2 separate regions of the Pan troglodytes genome follow, and region 2 is linked to region 1. The links are chromatin contacts, called in public HiChIP or PLAC-seq maps. All regions are on one chromosome and are shown on one strand. The core of a region is the stretch at or near the end of the contact, and the rest is flanking DNA. Distances in the headings are between cores, read along the strand shown. Region 1 holds the start of BHLHA9 (basic helix-loop-helix family member a9). Region 2 holds the start of INPP5K (inositol polyphosphate-5-phosphatase K).

Region 1 (7,932 bases), core at 1,881-4,380:
CTTCCTCCAGGATCCTTGCTTCCTAAGTGGAATTTGTCTTAACATCCATTCTCCACACTGCTCAAAGAGCTCTAGCTGTAATTCAAATACGGCTGACATTCCTCAGCTTAATAACCTTTTGCAGTACCCAGCTGCCTACAGGGCGAAAAGCAAGCTTTTGGCACGACGCCTGGTGATCTCCAGCCTTATCTCCCGTCACTCCCTGGCCTCACATTTGGTGGTTTGGCAAAGTCACTTTCCTGTATTTTTCGCACCATCCTGTGACCGCTTACACTTCCAGGGCCTGGCACCTGCTGTTCCCTCTACCTCCTGTCTGCTTGGCAAACTGCTATTCATCCTTTGAAATCCAGTTCAGGGCCGGGCGCGGTGGCTCACGTCTGTAATCCCAGCACTTTGGGTGGCCGAGGCGGGCGGATCACTTAAGGCCGGGAGTTCGAGACCATCCTGGCCAACATGGTGAAACCCCGTCTCTGGTAAAAATACAAAAAATAGCTGGGCACGATGGTGGGTGCCTGTAATCCCACGTACTCGGGAGGCTGAGGCAGCAGAATCGCTTGAACCCGAGAGGTGGAGCTTGCAGTGAGCCAAGATTGCGACACTGCGGTCCAGCCTGGGCGACAGAGCGAGACTCGGTCTCAAAAAAAAAAAGTTTTTGTTGAATGAGCGCATGAAGGGGCAGAGGCTGCAACTGCGCCCCTACGTCTTCCACACTGGGCGTGTGGGTTGAAACGCCAGGGTCTCGCCTGGGAGAGAAGGAGGCTCAGGGCTTCCCGGGACCCGCTCTCTGGAGGGGGGTGGGGTCGAGGCCCCCGTGAGCGGCTCCCGGACTTTCTCTCCCGGGCGGGCGTTCCGTCCTCCCTCAGGGAGCGGCGCCGGAACTTCCGGAGGAAGAGCCGGAACTTTTGAACCCCAGGCCCCGCCCGGCGCTAATAGGCACCTACGCGGCCGCCGGCGGAACCGCCAGACCCTAAATCACGGCGCCCCGCCCGCCGCCTCCTCCTCCCGCCCGGGCCGAGAACTCGCGCTCCCGGGCACGGGCAGGTGCCGCGGAAATGCCGGGCCCGCCGCTCGCTTTGAAGTCGGCCGCGCCCCGCAGCGCCCGGGAGTCCCGGGTTCCAGGACGGGGCGCCTCTCCCGGGTCCTCGGGGTTCTTCGCGTGGGGCCGTTTCCTGACCTGCGCGGGGAAGGGCGGCAGCGGCCGGGAAACGCCACCGGGAAACGCGCGCTGCGTGGGCATTTTCTTTGCTTTTACTGACCTTTTTTTTTCTGGTTTATTTTTTGTTGTTTTTGAGACGGAGTCTCGCTCTGTCCGCCAGGCTGGAGTGCAGTGGCGGGATCTCGGCTCATTGCAACCTCCGCCTCCCTGGTTCAAGCGATTCTCCTGCCTCAGCCTCCCAAGTAGCTGGGACTACAGGCTCCCGCCACCACGTCCAGCTAATTGTTGTATTTTAGTAGAGACGGGGTTTCACCGTGTTGGCCAGGCTGGTCTTGAACTCCTGACCTCAAGTGATCCACCCACCTCGGCCTCCCAAAGTACTGGGATTACAGGCGTGAGCCACTGCGCCCGGCCTCTAGCTGCTTTATAATTCGACATATATTGCAGATTTGGGGGACATAGAACCTGGGAAATACAGATGTCCTTAGGATGCTTTCATCCTAGTGGGCAAGGCAGACAATCACAGAAGTAAATACATACACTCTGCTTCCTAATGCCTTATTATTTTCTTTTATGGAGAAATTCACAGTTTGAAATAATGGGGTTATTGGCAATGCTCTTTTGGCGAGATGGATGTGAACCACACACCCATTCGAATGCCATAGGCCTTGGCATTTTAGAGGCATTTGGATTGTGACTGGGAATGACTGGCCTTCAGGCGCTCCAAATAACTCAGCTGTGGATGCCGGAAATTCTACTGGGGGTCTTTCTTTGGGAATAAACATTATCTTTTTTCTGAGACCCTCTTTCAAATGCAAATCCCTGGGGGAAGAGGACAGAGGCTGCTCATTGAGTTCATAACCTGGCAGGGCTGTGTCACAAGATAGGGCTGCCCGAGAGCTCTGGACCCCAAAGATGCCCCTGATGTGGACCCAGGGCTGCAAAGGGATCTTCCCCGTCACCCTCAGCTGCTGACTCATCCCAGCTCTGCCTGCAGAAGGGGAGTCAAAGGGCAGTGGAGGGAGAGTCAGGCCCAACCAAAACCCGAACCCCAATTGCAGCCAGCCGCCCTCCATAGCTGAAAAAGCCGGAAGCTCTGGGTCAGCCTTACCTGCAGGGCCCTGCCCCTCCCATATGAGTCCTGCCGGGACACTCATGCTTTTCTTCAATGACATCTCTGTGGTTGCCCACGGGACTTGACAAGAACTTTCAAGGTTTTGTTGTTGTTTTTGTTGTTGTTTTTCTGAGACGGAGTCTCGTTCTGTCTCCCAGGCTAGAGTGCAGTGGTGCGATCTCGGCTCACTGCAACCTCCAGCTCCTGGGCTCAAGCCATTCTCCTGCCTCAGCCTCCCGAGTAGCTGGGATTACAGGCGCCTGCCACCACGCCCGGCTAATTTTTGTGTTTTTAGTAGACGGGGTTTTATATACTCTGTTGGCCAGGCTGGTCTCAAACTCCTGAACTCAAGTGATCCGCCCGCCTCGGCCTCCCAAACTGCTGGGATGACAGGCGTGAGCCCCAGTGCCCGGCCCTCTGCCTCTATTTATTCCTATCAGCTCTCCTGCTAGAAGCCAAACTTAGCACCTTATCTGGGAATGGGGAGGAAGAATGTGGAACCCAGACACCCCACAGCGGCCCCAGAGCTAGGCAGGGCAAGGTCCCCGGGGCAGCGTGGCCGGGCTGCCCGTCTGATCCCCGCTTACAAGAACCTGCAAGCTTCCCTCCTTGCTTTCCTTCTTCTCGGTTCCTCCCCCGCCGACCTACCTGGAGGCCGATAATAAAGCAGGAGGAGGGAGATAGATGGACGGGAGGGCGGGGCGCCGCGTGGTGCCATAAAGCCCAGCTGGAAGGGGCCTGTCTCGGGAGTGTCCAGCCCCAGGAGCCGGGGACCGTCCGCGTCGCGAGCCGGGCCGGGGCAGTGGGCAGAGGGCAGAGGGCAGAGGGCAGACGGCAGAGGGCTAGTGCCCGGGAAGGCCATGCTGCGGGGCGCGCCAGGACTAGGCCTCACGGCGCGGAAGGGGGCCGAGGGCTCTGCGGAGGACTTGGGGGGCCCCTGCCCCGAGCCCGGGGGGGATTCGGGGGTGCTGGGGGCGAACGGCGCTTCCTGCAGCCGGGGCGAGGCGGAGGAGCCGGCGGGCAGGAGGCGCGCGCGGCCGGTGCGGTCCAAGGCGCGGCGCATGGCCGCCAACGTGCGGGAGCGCAAGCGCATCCTGGACTACAACGAGGCCTTCAACGCGCTGCGCCGGGCGCTGCGGCACGACCTGGGCGGCAAGAGGCTCTCCAAGATCGCCACGCTGCGCAGGGCCATCCACCGCATCGCCGCGCTCTCCCTGGTCCTGCGCGCCAGCCCCGCGCCCCGCGGGCCCTGCGGACACCTGGAGTGCCACGGCCCGGCCGCGCGCGGGGACACCGGGGACACAGGCGCCAGCCCCCCGCCGCCTGCAGGGCCCAGCCTCGCGCGCCCAGACGCCGCCCGCCCCACGGTGCCGTCCGCGCCCCGCTGCGCCTCGTGCCCCCCGAACGCGCCCCTGGCACGGCCCAGTGCGGTGGCCGAGGGGCCGGGCCTAGCACAGGCCTCCGGGGGAAGCTGGCGCCGCTGTCCGGGGGCTTCCTCTGCCGGGCCGCCTCCCTGGCCGCGGGGCTACCTGCGATCCGCCCCCGGGATGGGCCATCCGCGCTCCTGACCGGCCTCGAGGCACCGGCTGGGCTGCAGGGAGGCCGGGCTGGCAGCTGGACTATAAAACCCGGGACTGCAAAGGCGTCTTGGACAGAGCAGAACTGGACCGACTGAGACCTGGCGTGGAAGAGAAGGAGCTCGCCAGAGAGAAGGAGCTCCGGGACCCGGGGTTGCGCCCCCACATCCCAGCCTGGGGCAGAGAGAAGGAGCTCCGGGTCCTGGGGCTGCGCCCCCACATCCCAGCCTGGGGCAGAGAGAAGGAGTTCCGGGGCCCGGGGCTGCGCCCCCACATCCCAGCCTGGGGAGGCAGTTGCCAGAAAGGCTCAGGATCCTGAACTCATCTTGGACTCGAACTCGTCTTGGAATGCCGCCTTCGCACTCCTGCGCCTCCGAGCCCTGTGTGTTCTCGATGCTTTTAGGAGAGTGAGGGCTTTGAGGCAGGAGGTGTGGGAGCGTGGGAATGCGGGTGGGGCCTGCTGTGGTCTCGTGGGCACATGAGTGCGGAGTCCCCTTCCCTGCCTGCGCTGCTGCCCAAGCCTGATCCGGGAGAGGCAGGATCCGGGAGAGGCAGGCAGGGGCAGCAGCCAAATAAAAGGAAAAACTCATTTCTCTCCGATACCACGACTCCAGTGGGCCCCGTGGCCCAGGGTGGCAGGAACGCCTGAGGGCTGGGGGCTCTCCTTGGAATGCTGGGCGGGGCCTAAGGCCCATAGGTAGGCGCCTGGGGGAACTCATTCATGGCAAGACCCCAGGTGTGGCTGAGCACTGTGGGAGCCCAAGGGGAGGAAAGAGACATCCAGAGACCCCTCCTCCCTGAGTCCCCTGGGGTGGAAGAGGATATGATCAGGAGAGGGGCCACGGGGCCTGGGAGTCTAAGGATGTGGTCAGCCCCGTCTCTGGACCTCCCTGCAGAGCTGCCTGGAAGCAGCCACAGTGAAGGGGGACTCTGGCCAGGTCTCAGGGAAGGAGGCCAAGGGCAGGGCTAGGATTGGGGGCCGGTAAGTCCTGCGTGCATGTACCCCGAGCGAGAGGCTTGGAAGAGCTCCCAGGGAACCGTGGGCCAGGGCCCCCATAATGAGGGGCCGACTTGGAACCCAGGAAGGATTCTGGGGAGGGGGTTGAGTGAGGGCAGAGGGGCCTCAGGCCAAGCCTGCTGAGCTAGTGAGAGACACAGCCAGCTGCCCCGAGAGTTTTGTCCAGAGAGCTGCCCTGCGTCTGAGATGAGCTGGTGTCTGGCCCGGCTCAGGCTAAGGGTCTAATGTTGCAGGGGCTGCCTGCTGGGCCAGAGCCCAGAGGTGCTGGGGGAGCGCTGGGCTCTTGCCAACAGGAGAGGGAAGGGTTCCCCACAGCTAGCTCAGAGTGCGGATCCCACAGAAGCTAGAGAAACGCCATTAGGCATAAACCCAGGGAGAGTTTCCCAGAGCACGTGGGGTGAGGCTCACCTCTACAGTTAAAAGTGCCTCTGCTGTCTGCAAACCCCAGCCCTGGCTGGCACGCTGAGCATCCTGTCCCCAGCCACAGCCCTTAGGGTTCCCAATTGCACAGGGAGGCTGTGACACAGACCACGGGAAGGCTTTGACTCTATTCAGAGTGGACGTGGGGTCTAGCCAGGAGCAGCAACGCATGAGATGCTGGCCCCAGCCCTGCCCGCCGAGCCCCACAGTGCCACGGGCTGCCAGTGAAAAGGAAAGAGCCAGGCCTGCCCTGGTCCAGCCCCTGCTCAGCCGCCTCTCTCAGCCTCTAGTTCTTCCCCTCTGACATGAATAATGATTCCAGGATGGCTGTGAGGATTGTAAGTGGTTCGTAATGGACCGTTTCTGGCAAACAGAAGGTGTTCACAAGCTGTCACTGTTTGTGTACTATTAGGATCCTATGAGAAACCAGCTTGGACAAGGCTGTAGCCATGTTTCAGCCTCAGATATTTATCCTCTGGAAACACATTATAAGGACCAGCAAGTCCTACTTTGCTAAATTCCAGAACTGAAAGAAATAAGGGGGCCGGGTGTGGTGGCTCGCGCCTGTCATCTCAGCACTGTGGGAGGCCCAGAGGCAGGTGGATCACCTGAGGTCAGGAGTTCCAGACCAGCCTGGCTAACATGGTGAAACCCCATCTCTACTAAAAATACAAAAATTAGCTGGGTGTGGTAGCGCATGCACCTGTAATCCCAGCTACTCGGGAGGATGAGGCATAAGAATTGCTTGATCCCGGGAGGCAGAGGTTGCAGTGAGCCGAGATCACGCCGCTGCACTCCAGCCTGGCCAAAAGAGCGAGATTCTCTCAAAAAAAAAAAAAAAAAGAAAGAAAGAAAGAAAAAGAAAGGTTCTTCTCCCCCATCCTGTCACACTCTCAGCCTGGAAATAGCAAGGACACCCCTGCAGGCAGAATCCTGACGCGGCAGCCCCATGAGTTCAGTGGGAGGGATGTCACAGTTCTGGACTTCCAGCTCCTCACTGACCAGCTGAGTGATCTTGGGCCAATCACCTGGCGGCTTTGAGCCTCGGTGTTCCCATCTGTATAATGGGCTAGAATAAGTACTTACTTCATAGGCTGTTTTGGAGACTAAATGGGACAGTGCATTTAAAGCACTAGCACAGTGCTTGGCCCACATAAACGCTGACTGAATGGAGGCTGTTCAGACATATTCCGTTCACAAGGTTGTTACAAGGAGAGAATGCATGGGAAGCTGTTTTATCAACTGTAAAGTCCGGGACACATTGGCTGCTAGCATGGTTTTTCCAGGGCTGTGTGTTTGGGTGCTGTATGTTTGCCTACGATTCTGAGTTTGTGATATGTACATATTTTGTGTGTGCTCACATAGATGTGTGGCTGCGTGGATATTTGTATGGGTATCTATACACGTATCAACCTAACAGGTGCTTCCTCATCTCTCGGATGCCGCAGGGGATCCTGGGCCTGTGTAGCCTCCGTTACGTGCTGTTGAGGTTTTCTGGAACCCTTGCTTGATTTTTCTGTCTGCTTCCCAAGATCGTATCCGTTCTCCAAGATGACTTATATGTGGTGAAGAAAAGATTTTATGATTATTAAAAAATGGTGGTTTCCACTGAGATCACATGGGTTTGCCCAAATATTGTTTAAAAGGCACAATGATAGGCATGAAATGCATAGAGAAAGGAAAATGCCAGGAAGGAAAGACGCACGTGTAAGACAGAGCCGCCAAGCCATGGCTCACTGTAGCCTTGACCTCCTGGGCTCAGGTGATCCTCCCACCTCAGCCTTCCTAGTAGCTGAGAATACAGGCGTGTGCCACCATGCCGGCTAATTTTTGTATTTTTTGTAAAGATGGGGTTTTGCCATGTTGCCCAGGCTGGTCTCAAATACCTGGGGCTCAAGTGATCCTCCTGCCTTAGCCTCCCAAAGTGCTGGCATTACAGGTATGAGGGGCCTGGCCTTAATTTTCTTTCTTTTTTTTTTTTTTTGAGATGGAGTCTCGCTCTGTCGCCCAAGCTGGAGTGCAGTGGCGTGATCTTGGCTCACTGCAAGCTCTGCCTCCCGGGTTCACGCCATTCTCCTGCCTCAGCCTCCCGAGTAGCTGGGACTACAGGCGCCGGCCACCACGCCCGGATCATTTTTTTTCATATTTTTAGTAGAGACGGGGTTTCACTGTGTTAGCCAGGATGGTCTCCCGACCTCGTGATCCGCCCGCCTCAGCCTCCCAAAGTGCTGGGATTACAGGCATGAGCCACTGCACCCAGCCTAATTTTCATTAGAGTCTTCATCATTGTTATTTTAAAAGGTGAAAAATTAGGCCCAGCCAACATGGCGAAACCCCGTCTCCACTAAACAAACAAAAATTAGCCAGGCATGGTGGCAGGAGCCTGTAATCCCAGCTACTTGGGAGGAGGCTGAGGCAGCAGAATCACCTGAAACCCGGAAGGCGGAGGTTACAGTGAGCCGAGATAGCACCACTGCACTCCAGCCTGGGCAACAGAGTGAGATTTGGTGTCCAAAAAAAAAAAAAAGTGAAAGATTAGTCTCCTTAGGAAAACTCCCAAGAGGAGTAGGGATGTGTTTTGAGCAGGGACAGAAAGGAGACGCATCCCCAGTGGGTTCCTTCAAGTGGACCCACCTCCCTGGATGTG
Region 2 (7,932 bases), core at 1,694-4,193, 240 kb after region 1:
GGAGAATTGCTTGAACCCACGAGGCAGAGGTTGCAGTGAGCCGACATTGTGCCACTGCACTCCAGCCTGGGTGACAGAGTGAGACTCTGTCTCAAAAGAAAAAAAAAAAAGATAGTGCACGGGGTCTAGGCCTGCTCATGTCACTGCAATCTGCCACACTCATGATGGGAAATGTGGGTTTCTGTGCTGGTGGAGGGAATGGGGATACTGAACCATCAGCTGTCTGTCCTCACCTTTCTCTGCTGAAGCAAGAAATCCCCCCCTGGACTGGGTCCTCCATGCTGGCTCACAGCCACCCACACCTGGCAGCACTGGTGCTGCTGATATAGCAGAGTTGCCAAAGGGAGCCCAAGAATTTCAGGTCAGGCTAGCGAAGGGTTAGGGGGCTGAACTGCCAGGAATGTATTAATTCCATCAGCTCCTCCAGCCACCCACACCCCTCTGTCATCATCTATGGCTCAGTCAGCAACTTCTGATCCCTACTTCTCACCCCAAGTGTTCCTAAGACCACCAGGAAGATCCTAGGGGTTCGGATTTCACCTTGTGATAGGCCTCAGCACTACAAGGGCAGAGGAATTTAAAAAATAAAAGAGATAACACCACCATATTCCCTTCCTCTCTCCTCCCTAGCAGATCCCTGGAGCAAGCCAATTTTGCCAAGCACTTCAGCGAGACTTTTTTTTTTTTTTTTGAGACTGAGTCTCACTCTGTTGCCCAGGCTGGAGTGGACTGGGATGATCTCGGCTCATCGCAGCCTCTGCCTCCCAGGTTCCAGCAGTTCTCCTGCCTCAACCTCCCAAGTAGCTGGGATTACAGGTGTGTGCCACCACATCTGGCTAACTTTTGTATTTTTAGTAGAGACGGGGTTTCACCATGTTGGCCAGGCTGGTCCTGAACTCCTGATCTCTCAGGTGATCCGCCCGCCTCAGCCTCCCAAAGTGCTGGGATTACAGGCCTGAGCCACCGCGCCCGGCCAAGGAGTTTTTAAGTAACAGGTTTCTCGACATCTCTCTTAAGAGTCTATGCTCTATGTCTGCGTAGTATTCCGTGAAAAATAAAGACTACTCTCTCGGGAAAAGTCATCAGTTGGATAACATTTTCCACCTCAGCTTACAAGTCTTAGGGAAGCAAGAAAACTAGATAAGGGGCCTCAATGACACTGGATCCAGTCAGAGGCTCAGGAAAGAGAGACCTACAGATGTCTTTAGTGGAACAGTCAGTCACAGCAGCTCTTCAAGAAGCCTCAGACTGTGCGGAGCACAGAGCAAGCAGGAGCTACAGACCCTGCAGAGACCAGGAACAGCCTAGCATGAGTCCTAGGCACACGATGAGGAGTACCTGCAGCAGCTGGAGATCTGGAATGGCAGAGGGTACAGGCGGGTGGGAGAAAAGGGCAGATAATGCCAAAACATCTCTCCTTCAACAGACCCCGTTCTTAGAGGTCGACGTTCTCAAAAGCACTTCAAGAAATTCTTGGCCAGTTTAAAGCAACTTCCTGTCCCTCCCTGTTAGCATAAACAACACTATACAGAAACCACCTTCCCAGGCACTCGGCCTGAGATTTTGACCTTCATTTGTTTACGATCTCCCCCTGCTGTCCGACAGAGGCTTAAGGAACAAAGACCTTTTACTCAGAGACTTCTTTTCCCAGACTCACTCTAAGAGGATGGAGAGCCAAAGTCCGGATTTCTTGTTCCCACTCTCAAATCCGACGATTAGCCGCAAATCCAAGCATCGTGACTTAGACTAAGTGGGCGATTAGCGTTGTTCCCCGTGAAAGAGCAGGCAAGAGACCAGGCTAAGTCACTTCCCTAAAGGATCTTATCTCAATCTGATTTCGGATTCCCGGGGTTCACCATGGGATCAGGCAGACCTCCTGATGTATGTGCTGATGAAAAGTAGGAAAAAGATTTCTAACCGAGAGCCGAAGGGTGACGGCCTCGTTATGTCTTTAACCTCAAACAACCCCACACGGCTGGCCTCTCCAGAAAGCAACCGGGACACCTGCTGCGCCCCAGTGGGAACGAGCTTGGCGGCCTCGGCTTAGAGGGGGCGCGAGGCTCGGGCCCAACACAGCCCACCTGACACAGGCGTGGGAGAAGGCGGGAGCGCCCCTGAACCAAAGGCAGTCATGGAGGTCTGGTGCCTTGTCCACCCCCAGCCCGCAGCCCAAGGGGCGCCGATCCCCTCGAGCAGGCCTGCCTCTGCCGCCAGGGTGCCCTCACCTGAGCCTCCTGCCTTTCGGCCCGCTCAGCTTCCGCGAGCTCATGGCCGCCGTCGTCCCCGCGCGGTGGTCCGGCAGGTTCGCGTCTCCCGGCCAGCGGGTCCCGGCCAGAGCAGCCCTGCGGGCGGCCGGTCTCACGCGCCTCGCTGTCGCGGACTGTTTTTCTTCCGGACTTCGACCGTCCGCCCCGGCTTCCGTCAGAGACGCGCCCTCCGCGCACCCCGGGAGCTGGGTGGTGCGGTTCGCAGAAGGAGGCGGGACTCTCCCACGAGCGCAAAGCTGCGAGAGGCTGAGCGAAGACGGGTTCGCGGACGTAAGAGGGGCGTGTCGGGCCTGTCATCAGCGCTCGCGCAACACCGCCCCAGACGACGCGAGGTGTGCAGCCGCCACTAGACCCGGCCCAGCGCGCGCCCGCCGTCCGCAGCTCCCAGCGTGCGCCGCGCCATGGGCCGTCTTCCGGCGGAAGTTGTCGCTTCGCCGCCGCCGCAGCCTCTGCCCCACTCGTGAGGGATCCGAGGGCTCCGTCCTTGTGCTGTCTTCGCCCCGGCTCCCCGCCATCCAGAGACCCAGGGGTCAAACGAGGGTCGGGGGTGGGGACACGCAGCCTAGCCACTGTCCTGCCTGGGATCCGGTCTCCCCCGCCCCCCGGCTGCAGGTAATCTCCCCATTCCCGTGGCGCTTACGCTACTGCGGGAGCGCCTCCGTTCTCCACGCCCACTTTCAGGCGGCTTTCTGCTCCAAACTTATTGGATTACCTATTGCATATGGGACGTTTGGGGATTCCTGGACTCCTACAGAATTAGCCGTCAATAAATGAAACGTAGGCCGGGGCGCGGTGACTCAATGCCTGTAATCCCAACACTTTGGGAGGCCGAGGCGGGCGGCTCACTTGAGGTCAGGAGTTTAAGACCAGCCTGGGGAACATGGTGAAAACCCGTCTCTGCTAAAAATACAAAAGTTAGCTGGGCTTGATGGCGGGCGCCTGTTAATCCCAGCTACTCGGGAGGCTGAGGCAGGAGAATCGCCTGAACCCGGGAGGTGGAGGCTGCAGTGAGCCGAGATTGCGCCACTGCACCCCAGCCTGCGCGACAGAGCGAGACTTCGTCTCAAAAAAAAAAAAATAATAATAATAATTAGCCGAGATGGGGTTTCGCCATGTTGGTCAGGCTGGTCTCGAACTCCTGACCTCAGGTGATCCACCCGCCTCGGCCTCCCAGAGTGCTGCGATTTCAGGTGTGAGCCACCGCGCCCGGCCTAAAACTACTTTAAATAAATGTTTTGCTTGTTTGGTAGGGTGGATAAAGAGGAAGATGTGAAGAGGAGGCAGACAAAAGCAAAAGGACATCCTGTCAGTAGGAAACGGCCAAATTACAATTCAGATGTGCAATGTTTGCATAAGTAAACTGACACGGGACTATTATATGCAGAAATCCACGTGCAAAAATTTTCAGACACACCTTTGTACCTCTTCCTAATCCTGCCCTGGTAAAATGGCGGTTATCAGTGCAAGTTTGAGGATACATACAGTTGGAAAATGGACATCACCAAACTGGACTCCAGAAAGTTCTGTCTAGGATTTTATTAGACTGCTTTTTTTCTCAATATACCTGTATTGGAAGATTGAGACAAAAAGGCACAAACTCACATTAAATAAACAAGGTAATCTAATCAATTCTACAAAGTGTAGTTTGTAAAAGAAGTAGCACTAGGAACCAACCAAAGTCAGTCAGGGAGTCCCAGCAGGGACTGTAAAAGAACTTGGGAAGCTATACACATGCCCACAATACTGACCCTGTCCCGGACCTCTCTGCATGAGAAGGCCAGAGCCCAGCACCCCTCCTACAGAGGCACTGCTGCTTCTGTTAGGGCTGTGACCCTGGAATTCTGATGGAAGCAGCTGGTCTGAAGGGGCATGGCACACACTCAGGTACTACCCCTGGAGCTGAACCTTTATCGTAAGTCCCTCTGAGTGCTAGTCAGTTTGGAGGTGGGTGAGGAGGAAAGGGGGTACTTAAAAGAAGCCAACACTGTTGCCCAGCAGCAACACCATCCGTGGGGATGGAACAGACCAGGGACATCCTCCTTTATGTTTGTGTGGGCTGCAATTCCAGCTCCAGGCTGACCTCAGCTCATAATGGATGCTTTTCAACTGGGGCAACAGGTGGAGGTGGGAGGAGCCCTTGTTAGGGCTAAAGTGATATGTGTGGGCCTCAAGAGCCAAAGGAGGGAGACTAACAGCTGCTGACCCTCAGACCACATAGACAACTGTCTGCCTAGAACGTCAGTTTGTTTCTTTCAAGATAACCCGCATCTGGACTTCCCCTAGTTGATGAATGAAGGAACATCTTTAAGCACAAATATAATGAATAGCTAACACAGAGCTTATAGGAAAACACCGACATTGTTCTCCAGTAGGAATGCCTCTTCTCCAAGTTTCCAAGTCAGATAAATGCTACCAGCAGTTGAGATGCTACCCAGATGCATTACTAAAGACCCCTCAAGGTGAGGAGACTCACACAGAGGAAGGTGTCTGTAACAAGACATCTGGTTCCAAAGGGACCTCAATGAAGGTCAGCGCTAACCATGCTGGGGGTCTGAGTCTGTCCACCCTTGCCCCAGGAGGGCCACAGGGAAGCATCCATCAGGATGTCACAGGTGCAATCCTGTGAGACACTCCCTTATTGCACTTAGAAATGAGTAAGGCAAACAAACTGACAAAAACAGAAGGATACATTCTCCCACCCACTTCTTGCTTCCCGGACAAAGATTTGGTCTCCCATTAGCAGATGCACCCAGGCTAGCGTGGGCTGGGATCACAGCACACTTAGGCCAACGTGCTTCACAAGGTTTGGGGAATGTCAGGTGACACTACAGCTCTCTCTGATTCTCCCACTAAGAGACAAACTCAGGCTCTGTCAAGTTGCAGGAAGCTATGAACACTGGGCAGCGTCTGTTCCCCTGGAGCCTGGACTTCCTCACCAGCCTACTTTGGTCGGGTTCTGTACTATGATCACTACTTGCTTTGGGTTTTCCAGGGCAGAACTCAACATGGGGGTAGGACGAGCTAAGTTCTTGATCCCCAAATTCCTTTCCGGCAACTGCAGACGAGGGAACATGTTCTGCTGGGAAAAGCTTTTTGCATGCTCATATTGTGCAGCATGAAAGATCAGGACTCTTGCGTCCTAACCAGCCTCAAAGACAGAGGACAGGGACCTAAGAAAGCACAGAGAAAAGAGGATTATTGCTGAGTGGCAGCACCAGCCCCAAAGGGAAGAGGAGGAGCAGGGACTTACAGAGCTCCTCAGGGTCAGACAGTTGGTATCTAGGGGGTGACTCAATTCTAGGGGCCACACTGGACAATTCCCTCCAAGTGGAGAGTTGACTGGGGCGATTTTGTAGACTGCAGAGAGATTCAGAGCGGGCAACAGGAAGGCCAAGAAGCCACAGGTGTTTCTAAGAGTAGTAACTAGAGATTCAGTGATTGGGACAGGGTTACTCGTATTTGTTAAATTTTCTTAAATAGAGACTGGCTGAGCCTTGGGTACCTCCATAGTGCTAGAGTGCCCTAACGATGGGTTACTGGGAGCAGAAGTCAGAGCTGCAAAACCACATTGCTATTTTGTGGAAGCGGTGGGGGGCAGGGAAACACTGTATCTTTAGCTCATCCCCGCTCCCCACAGGAGCACTCAAAATTGCGAAGATCTTCCCAGGAAGCAGAATACCTCAGTTTACCCCAAGGTTGAGAACAAATGAACTTAAATCATTTAAATCACCACATCACAAAAGGCAGCTATTTGAAAGACTGAAAATGTCACTTGGAAATAAAGGTCGGGGGAACACACAGAAATGGGTCGGAACACAATGGAGAGAGACGGAGGCGCTGTAACTACAGCAACCTACACGCCACGTATCTCGGAGGAGCAGGCTCCTGCACACGCGGGCTCTGTGACACCAGACGGTCTATTTGTTCACAATATTGAAGGGCATCTAGAATTAGCTACAGTAAGGAATCGAAAGTTGCCTGAAGAGTGGGCACAGAACGGCTGCGTCCGAAAATGGCCTGTCACTTGGGAGGGTGGAGCTGCTGGGTCTTCCTGTTGACCACTGTCTTGCAAAACTAGAAGAAAAATGAAAGTATTAAGGAAGTAAGAGGAGAAAACAGAAACACTGTAAATCATCCTGAATGGATAATTTCAAGAGGAGGAGGGAAGCCAGTGGGTGGGTGGGGAAGGGAGTGGGGGAGGGCACTGAGGCCCAGAGCAGTGACTGAGAAGCTGGCATCCCAGCAGTCCACCTAATTCCACCCTCCTGCCTCCCAGAAGCTGCTTTAGGAACATGGGGCAGGGAGAGTAAGCAGGGCCTGGCATCACTCCTGGTGAGACCCTGGCCCTCCTTACCCTCTTAGTGTTAGAGGCCCGTTTTTATTTGTAAAAATAATTTTCTCTCTGAGCCTAATTGGGAGCAGAGCCAGGTTTTTCATTCAGTGATTAAGACTGCTTTGAGCTGCTGGAATCCCATGACTCGGGTGGTGTACAGGGCACTGGGAAACCAGCACCGAGAGCTAACGGAAGGAAGGGGCTTGGGGAAAAGTGACAACATGAAACAAGGGGCCCCCAATCTGGTCCTGTCACCTGGGCAGAAACACCCTCCCAGCATCTGAAAGATGCCACCTCTGATGAGGGCAGCTTAGTATGGGGTCAGGGGGTATAAAGAAGGAAATGAAGCACCAGACAACAGTGGGTGCTAACAAAAGCTGTCTGGCCAGCAAGTTTTCCAAGGGGGAAGGGCAGGTAATGGCAGCTTTTGGGAGCTGGCGCTGGCGTGGGAAGGCCAGGGAGTGCCCAACATGACAGCTGCAACTTGAGATGGATCAAGCTGCCAGTCAGGAGGCGTGATTCGCGGCAGATGAACTCCCCTTCTATATCCACCACCCCCTCTACTTACCACCCTCCCTGTCCATTGTCTCTATCTGGGTGGTTTGGAAAATGTCCCTGAAATGTCCCAATAGCCATAATCTCCTAGTGGAAGTGGAGAGCTATTGAGCGTGGCAACCATCATTACCAGAGGGAAGGAGGAATAGGTTTTCTGACTCCATAGTGAGCTGCTGAGGCCTTGAAACCCAAACTGATTTTAGCGTCTGTGACACGCACAGTGAGAAATTTGGTACGTACAGTGCAGAGGGGAAAGGCGGCTTTAGTCATCTGCTGTCATTCCTTTCACTGGGTCCTTTTGTCTCATCTGGAACAGAAAAAGCAGGACAAATGGAAGGCTCCTGCTGCTGATGGAACTCCTGCCTTCTCAGTCCTGCCCATAGGTGGGGTGGGGCATAGTGTGTGTAAAAAGCAAGACACTGGAAGGACGGAGGAATTCTGCATATGGACTCGAAGCCACACATTTCCAGATCTGTGTCACTGGTCTCACCATCCATGATTTCTAGTTCTCTTGTGTCACGGTGTTCGGAGCACCTTTTTTTTTTTTTTTTGGTAGAGAGGTGTGTGTGTGTGGGGGGGTCTTCCTATGTTGACCAGGCTGGTCTTGGACTCCTGGCCTCACGCGATCCTCTGCCTCAACCTCCCAAAGTGCTGGGATTACAGCATAGGTGTGAGCCACCATACTTGGCCCCCGTTTCATTCATTTATTCATTCAACAAATACTTAACAAAACATCTTTTTTTGTGTGTGTGAGGAGTCTTGCTCTGTCACCCAGGC

Evidence for each region. HiChIP or PLAC-seq counts read pairs in DNA pulled down with a chosen protein or histone mark.
Region 2: an H3K4me3 HiChIP or PLAC-seq map of stem cell-derived excitatory neurons shows a contact between it and region 1, with 9 times the contacts expected there. The contact joins the promoter of INPP5K here to the promoter of BHLHA9 in region 1. A contact is called at or near these places in 1 of 7 Hi-C or Micro-C datasets (stem cell-derived neural progenitor cells), 1 of 1 datasets of contacts at active chromatin or transcription factors (stem cell-derived excitatory neurons) and 1 of 1 other capture datasets (stem cell-derived neural stem cells).

Annotation. Positions count from the first base shown.
Region 1 is chr19:11,753,724-11,761,655 of NHGRI_mPanTro3-v2.0_pri, forward strand. BHLHA9 (basic helix-loop-helix family member a9) reads left to right here and starts at 3,131. Exons shown (of 1, transcript NM_001243846.1): 1 at 3,131-3,838. The coding sequence starts at 3,131. The coding sequence ends at 3,838.
Region 2 is chr19:11,994,805-12,002,736 of NHGRI_mPanTro3-v2.0_pri, forward strand. INPP5K (inositol polyphosphate-5-phosphatase K) reads right to left here and starts at 2,944. Exons shown (of 12, transcript XM_511250.8): 1 at 2,226-2,944. The coding sequence starts at 2,269. It overlaps PITPNA (phosphatidylinositol transfer protein alpha), which reads right to left. Exons shown (of 12, transcript XM_009431530.3): 11 at 7,396-7,462; 12 at 3,789-6,341. The coding sequence ends at 7,418. LOC104002745 (a long non-coding RNA gene) reads left to right here and starts at 2,738. Exons shown (of 2, transcript XR_001710675.3): 1 at 2,738-2,879; 2 at 3,518-3,892.